Regions from separate parts of the Mus musculus genome. Here region 1 is linked to region 2. Evidence: chromatin contacts called from public HiChIP or PLAC-seq data. All regions are on one chromosome and are shown on one strand. Each heading gives the region's core, a stretch centred on a gene start, on an enhancer-like site or on the middle of the called end of the contact. The rest is flanking DNA. Distances are from core to core; before and after follow the strand shown. Region 1 overlaps Il17d (interleukin 17D). Region 2 holds the start of Ift88 (intraflagellar transport 88).

Region 1 (3,494 bases), core at 973-3,472, 120 kb before region 2:
AAGATTTTGCTGAAAGGACCCAGATATGGTTGTCTCTTGTGAGACTATGCAGGGGACTGGCAAACACATAAGTGGATGCTCACAGTCAGCTATTGGATGGAACACAGGGGCCCCAATGGAGGAGCTAGAGAAAGTACCCAAGGAGCTAAAGGGATCTGCAACTCTATAGGTGGAACAACATTATGAACTAACCAGTACCCCCAGGAGCTCGTGTCTCTAACTGCATATGTATCAAAAGATGGCCTAGTCGGCCATCATTGGGAAGAGAGGCCCATTGGACTTGCAAACTTTATATGCTCCAGTACAGGGAATGCCAGGGCCAAAAAGTGGGAGTGGGTGGGTAGGGGAGTAGGAGGGAGGGTATGGGGGACTTTTGGGATAGCATTGGAAATGTAAATGAAGAAAATACCTAATAAAAAAATATTAAATAAATAAATAAAAAGAATTGCTTCTGGAGTTTCTCACTTAGGAGATGGTGGAACCTGGAGGTGGGGCCAGTTGGAGGGGTAAGACACTAAAGGCACGCTTTTGAAGATTATCTGGGGACTCTGGGTTTTCCTCTCTGTCTGCTTCCCCGGCACCATCTGCCCCCCAGCCATTTATGTTCTTTGCCAGGAGCCCACAGCATCAAGGTCTGATGCTCTGAGCAGATAAACTTTCTGCTTCAAGTTGCTGAGGTACTTTAACTCAGTGACAGAACACGGTGCTGTAACACTTCCCAGATGAGAAACGCGGCCCGGAAGAAAGCCCGCACGCGGCAGACCAATTCCGTTCCGGCAGCTCCTGTCTTAGTTTAAGAAAGAGCCTGTGTCTTGTCCACAGTTGTTGCTCAAGAGTTTGGTAACGGGAACTGAGCATCCAAGAGATAGCGTGTTAGCTTCCTGTGGCTCTAGCACAGTGCCTGAGATAAGTATTTAGAGCAAAGGTGCACTTGGGCTCACAGTTCTGGAAGTTCCAACTGAAGGTCAATGGGACTTGTTTTGGGTCACTGGTAGGTTTGCCAGATGGTGGCACCAAGGAGCCTGTGACAGGCAAACAGGTGTAGTGATGAGTGCAGGAGACAGATCCCCCACTGGGCACATCTGCAGTGACCTAGAGACCTCCCTGAGGACTTTTTTTTCTGACAATGAGTCAGGAGAGGGTGTGGCTCACAGATAGAGATCCTACTTAGGATGTCCGAAGGCCTGGGCTCCCTCCGAACAGTCCAAACATGTTCACAAAAGCAAAATCTGGAAAGAAATAGAATGTACACAGCCAGGGAATCCCTCAGCCACTGTTGTTTTAGTGACTGCAAAAGAATGTGCAGAGGGAGGCGCAGACTTCACACCTAAATGAGAATAAGTTCACAGTTTAACACCGGAGACTAGGTCCTCCCTCTTCCTCCTTCTCAGGGTTGGCTGGATCCAAAAGCCCGTCAACTTCGGCCCATCTGTGCTTGGGGCTCCCTGAGAATTGGCTAAGATGTCACATCCCGCCTCTTGCCACAAATTAAGACCAGTGGCTTTCAAATATGAAAGAATAACACCAAAAACTTTAATCTTTATAAAGTTAAGACCATCCATAAGCTAAAGAACAAAGGGGCGCTTGGTTCCTAGCCCCCCCACATCCCTCCCTCTCCAGGGACCTGGAGACCTTAGGTGCCCAGATCCGGAGCACTCATTATCACCTTAGTAAGCTTGGGCCACAGGAGAGACTCAGGGACAGGGCACAGTGCAGCAGAAGGAAGTTCATCTGAGCACTACAATTATGCACTCAAGAATCCTACTAGAGGAAAACGGGATGTGTGTGATGTGCTTGTATATCAAAGAAGTTTAAAAACAACATGCTTGCTCTAAATTACTAATATGAAAATAGTTTCTGCCACTATTCAAAATAGTTGTAGATATGTAGTGTCTACTTTGAAAAATATATTTAAAGCTTATGTAGCTGTCCTTTTGGAAAAATTAGGCAGCGGCCAGGGATCATGGGGTGGGTTTTGTCAGGGCCAGGGGACCTGATGCATGCAGGAAGCTGGGCCATGGCGGGCAGTCCCCGGCATCAGCGCCCCGCAGGCCTGTCGGCGGGCCCCAGCAGCAGCTTGTCCATGCTGGAGTTCGCACTGTCCGCGGACTTGTCCGGCTCGGGCACGCAGGTGCAGCCCACCGGGATGGTGATGTAGTGTTCGGCGTACACAGAGCGGCCGCCCGCGCAGGCCGCTGTGCGCCGCAGCACCACGGCTGGAGAGAAGACGGGTGTGCTGCGAAAGCGGAAGTCCTCCTCCCCGTAGAGCCCGGTCAGGCAGCCTCGGCACAGGCAGTAGGCTTCGGGCAGGTACCTCGGAAAGCGAGCAGGGTCGTAGGAAATCCTGCAGACAGAGCGAGAGAGTGAGGCCGCAGCAGGAGCATCACTGCGAGTTCGCGGCCAGCTTGGGTTACATAGCAAGCCTGGCCAAATGAAGAAGGCCTGAGAAGGCTGGATCTGACAATGCAATCCGCAGTAAGCACTCTGGAAGGGCCTATCTGGAACACTAGGCTGTGAGCCCCGACCGGGAAAAGATTATGCTGCCATGGCACGTGACCTCTATCATTTCAGATGCTGAAGGCCGCATGAACCTCTATCCCTGAGTGCCCGTAAAACTACCCGCTGTCAAAATCCAAATGCCAACTTCCAAGCCTACCAGGCTCTGCAGGTCTACATGTGTTCCCTACATGTGCAAAAGGCCATGAGGTGACTCTGTCCAGATGCAAGCTCTCTAAAGGAGCTAAAGCAACATACAGCAGGGGACAGAGAGCTGGCAGGCCAGGGATATTTGAAAAGTGAAAATGATGGGTTAAATTCCATCACTTTGATTTTTCTCCAACTCTTGCAAGTTTCAACTCAGATGCCAAATGTAAGTACTTCCGGGTCAGCCTATGGCCAAATCTCAGGAAAGCTACAACGGTGGCTCACTTGGAGATAAAAATCAACCCCCAGAACAAGAGCCTGCTCTTACAGAAGCCACCTACACAGCTACAGAAACCCAGGGGGTCATCAGGAGGAACCTGGGACCCTTCTTGGTTGTCCCCTTGCAGAAGCAAGGGTTATCCCCACTGCTTGTGAGACTTCTATGTGCCTAAATTCACGTCCATTAACCTATCCAACCAGAACACAGGCAATCCCTTATAGGTCTTTTCTTTCCTCTAGGCAGAGTTCTAGAGACTCTCATATCCATCGTCACGGCTTTGACCTTGGCTAACATGTCGAGAGTCAGACACATCTGAAGACCCACTATGCACCAAACAGTAGCCTCTGAGTATAGTGAAGAAAATGGAGGCAGGATGGAGAGATGGAGAGGGGACAGGCTTGGAGATCTTTCTGTTCTAGCCTGGGGATGTGAGGGAGGGGGCAGTGGGCATGCCATGCCTGCAGTCAGTGCCCATCCAAGGACATGCTTTCTCCTTACTACTAACGAGGGCACTTGCCAACAAAATAGACCTCCCTCCACTCAGAGCACACATGCCATGGAGAGGAACCGG
Region 2 (3,368 bases), core at 359-2,858:
TAAATGTGTGCATGTGGAAACAGAGGTCATCCTCTTTAGGCACTGCCTGCCTTGTTTTTTGAGGTAAGATCTCCCCCTGGGAAGGAGGACCTGGGGCCAGATTCAGCCAAGCTAGCTAACCAGTGAGCAGCACAAATCCTCCTGCCTCCCCCAGCCACCACATTAGGTTAAGTGGGCGCTAGGGATCACTCAGGACCTTAGGCTTCTGCAGCAAACACTTTGCCAACTGAGCATCTCCACAGCCCCAGAATGTTGATCAATAGGTTCCCAAGGGATGGATGCTGAAGCTGCTGCTCCATCGATCACACTTTCAAATCATATACTCAAAAGCTCCCTCCTTACAAACTCTTCTGATCTCACTTTCGTTTATTCATAAGGTATTGAAACAATCAGCTTTTAGAACTAGACCTTTCTTCTGGCTTTTAACCAGATTTACACACACACACACCTGGGAGACAGACCAATAGTGGAATACACAAAATTTTAAAGATGTAGAAAGCAAGGCTAGGAAATAGTAAATGAATTATCCTTTACTAACAACTATGAATGGCTAAGAAATAATACAACTCAGTATTTCTATATTCTCCAAGGTGGTTCAAAAATAATTTGGGATGCTGTCACTTCAATATTGCCAGTGAAACTATTTTACATGGCAAAGTCCTTTTTATATACTTCTACCTTGATACAGTTCACACTCAAAATGCCTATTGTAGTTTCTCCAAAGTTACCAACCAGAGTTGAAGATAAAAAGGAAAAGTGGAATTTTAGGCTTTTGGGAAAACAGTAGTCAGATATCTTTTGTCTGTGCATCCTTAGATTCAACCAACTAGAAACTGAAAACATTTGGGAGAAATTTTTTATCTGAACTGAACATGCACAGGCTCCCCCCCCCCCCCCCCGCCCCCAGCCTCCCGAGCGTGCTTTTCATTATTCCCTGAACAATTAGGCATAACAATTAATTATAGAGCAATAAACAGTCTAAGATAACAAAAATGGGAAAATGGCTTATATACAATACAAATATACCATCGTATATATGTGAAAGAGCACCTGGGAACTTTGGTATCCAGGGAAACTGGGTGTCCTAGAATCAATTCCCAGAAGATATGTTTTTATCTTTATAAGACTGTGATTTATTCATTCTTTTCTGTACTTTTGCTTTTACTCCCGATTACTAGGTAATCAAAGCTTCACCGGATGCAAGTATTAGAAATGTTCGCTGTAACCTACTGTGAAACTCTAAAAGTTTCACTGCTGCCATGGCATCGCCAAGCCGTGTGACATTAGCCCGGGTAGCCGTGCCGGGTGGAGCGGGAAGTCCACCCCCTGAGAGGAGCACCATCCAAGTGTTGGCTACGGAAGCGCAGTCGCCAGGAGCCGGGCTTGGGCGCCGCCAGCCCGCCTGCCCTCGCGACCCCGCCGCCGCTCACGCACGGGGCAGGGAGAGGGCAGCAGGGAGGGTGGCCGCGAGGGGCCGGGCGCTTCTCCTACCTCGCGCCGAGGAGGAGCGGGCTGACCACGAGTGGGCCGAGGGAAGAAGCGACGCCTGATCCTAGGCAGGCCAGAGCGGGACGCCCAGCCGTTGCCAGGCGCGACTCCAAGGAAGCCGCTCCCACAGGCCTCCGCGCCGCGTGGGCGAGGCCGGAAGCTCGTGACCGGAAGTGCAGGGCTGCTGGGACCTGTGGTCCGCCAACAGCGGAGTGATTCTCGAGGCTGGCCCAATGTTTATGGTGGTCCAGGAGATGCTACAGGTGTAGGAGTAATCACAAGAAGGAAACCAAGGTCGAGTGAACCCCGAGGCAGCCATCCCCAAAGCTGGAGACCAGAGCAAGATGGCCCGGATGAATAGAATGTGTCCCAGAGCCACTACGCGGCTTGGGAACCTTGGAAGACTGTTTTCTGTGGAACATTGCGTAGAATTGTACGCGTCGTCCCATAAATTTGTCATATTAATCCTGTCTGGGTTCTCTCTAAATAAATTTAATCTGAAAATTAAAAAGTAAAGGTAATGTAATGCCAGCTATGATGACGCACATCTGCAATGGGAGTAGAGATGACGCTCAGGAGTACAAGACCAGCAGGGGACACCCTGTCTTAAAGACAAAATAATATTTCTTTCCGGAGCAAATGTTGGGCATGTTGACTTGAAGCCCGTTATAAAAAAACTGAAGTTTACTAACCTTTATTGTTCAGTTGTGTCAGAAAGTCATTGAATATGTAACATCCACCTTAGCCTCCCACGGATGGGGGTGGGGACAGATGTAGGGGACAAACTATTAGATTGGTCAGGTTCGGGCTACTTGGTGTGTTTTGAAGACTAAACCTCTTTATCTCTGATCCAGGTGTGTTGTATCAGCATTCAGAAGGTTACCTTGCAAGTGGGGTATATCGTACAGTAACTGACAGTATCTGGCAACTGTGTGTCAATAAGTAGTTGTTACGTTAATTAGTGAACATCATGGGGATATTTTAAGTTACTGCACTTCAATATAGAAAGAAAAAATACTGGAATCACAAGTTACTGCACTTCAAAAAAGAAAGATAAATACTAGAGTCAATCTTTTTCTTTTTCTTTTTTCTTTTTTCTTTTTTTTTTTTTGTTTGTTTGTTTGCTTGTCTTTTGAGACGGGGTTTCTCTGTGTAGCCCTGGATGTCCTGGAGCTCTCTGTACACCAGCCTAGCCTCAAACTCCTTGGTGCTGGGATTAAAGGTGTGTGCCACCATTGTCCAGCACTGAACTTTTTTTTTTTTTAAATGACTGTACATTCAGGGTACCCAGTCCTTGTCTGAGAAGAAGACATTATGTTTTTGTTAAAATAAAGGTTCATCAGGCAACATATTTTCTTATTTGTTCCCACACTAATTATCAAATAAACTGTCAACATATGTAATTAGTTACATATAAAGTGGGATGGGTAGCAGACAAGCCTGAGTCCCATGAAGTGGGTATGGAGTGAAAGAGTTCCATGTGTGAACATGAAGAACACTAAAGGAAAAACAGGTTTGAGGGAGAACACATCAGGTGTCAGATGCCTAAAGAATGTGCAAGAAGAGATACTGAGTAAGCAATTGTATATAACAATATAAAGCTCAGAGGAGAGGGCTGGGAATGTAACTTAGTGTTAGAACATTTGCTTGCCGTGTTCAAGGCCCTAATTTGGATTCCAGCATCATCATAATCATTAAAGCTCAGAAAAAGATGCCCATCTAGAGATACACACTGGGGATTCAGTAATTCCTAAGAAAAGATAGTTTGTAAGATTGTGAGTGAGTGAGCAAGATGTATTTTTGGAATAGGGGGATGTAGAACGGCAAAAAAGACAAGAGATAGTAATGAGGGTGGGTAAATACCATCAAAATGCATGTGA

Evidence for each region. HiChIP or PLAC-seq counts read pairs in DNA pulled down with a chosen protein or histone mark.
Region 1: a contact with region 2 is called in an H3K4me3 HiChIP or PLAC-seq map of embryonic stem cells, with 18 read pairs. The contact joins the enhancer-like site here to the promoter of Ift88 in region 2. A contact is called at or near these places in 3 of 39 promoter capture datasets (the HPC-7 cell line, HPC-7-derived erythroid cells and macrophages), 2 of 484 Hi-C or Micro-C datasets (the G1E-ER4 cell line and the HPC-7 cell line) and 1 of 115 datasets of contacts at active chromatin or transcription factors (embryonic stem cells).

Annotation. Positions count from the first base shown.
Region 1 is chr14:57,541,184-57,544,677 of GRCm38.p6, reverse strand. It overlaps Il17d (interleukin 17D), which reads right to left. Exons shown (of 3, transcript NM_145837.3): 3 at 1,512-2,344. The coding sequence ends at 2,038. Among named protein-coding and RNA genes, the nearest start is that of Il17d, 18 kb to the right of the region's middle. Within about 2 kb of position 2,222, at least 23 of the 459 cell types and tissues checked have an H3K27ac peak or open chromatin away from gene starts, as enhancers often do. A contact at or near this core is called in embryonic stem cells, where this site is marked.
Region 2 is chr14:57,422,311-57,425,678 of GRCm38.p6, reverse strand. It overlaps Ift88 (intraflagellar transport 88), which reads right to left and starts at 1,608. Exons shown (of 26, transcript NM_009376.2): 1 at 1,492-1,608.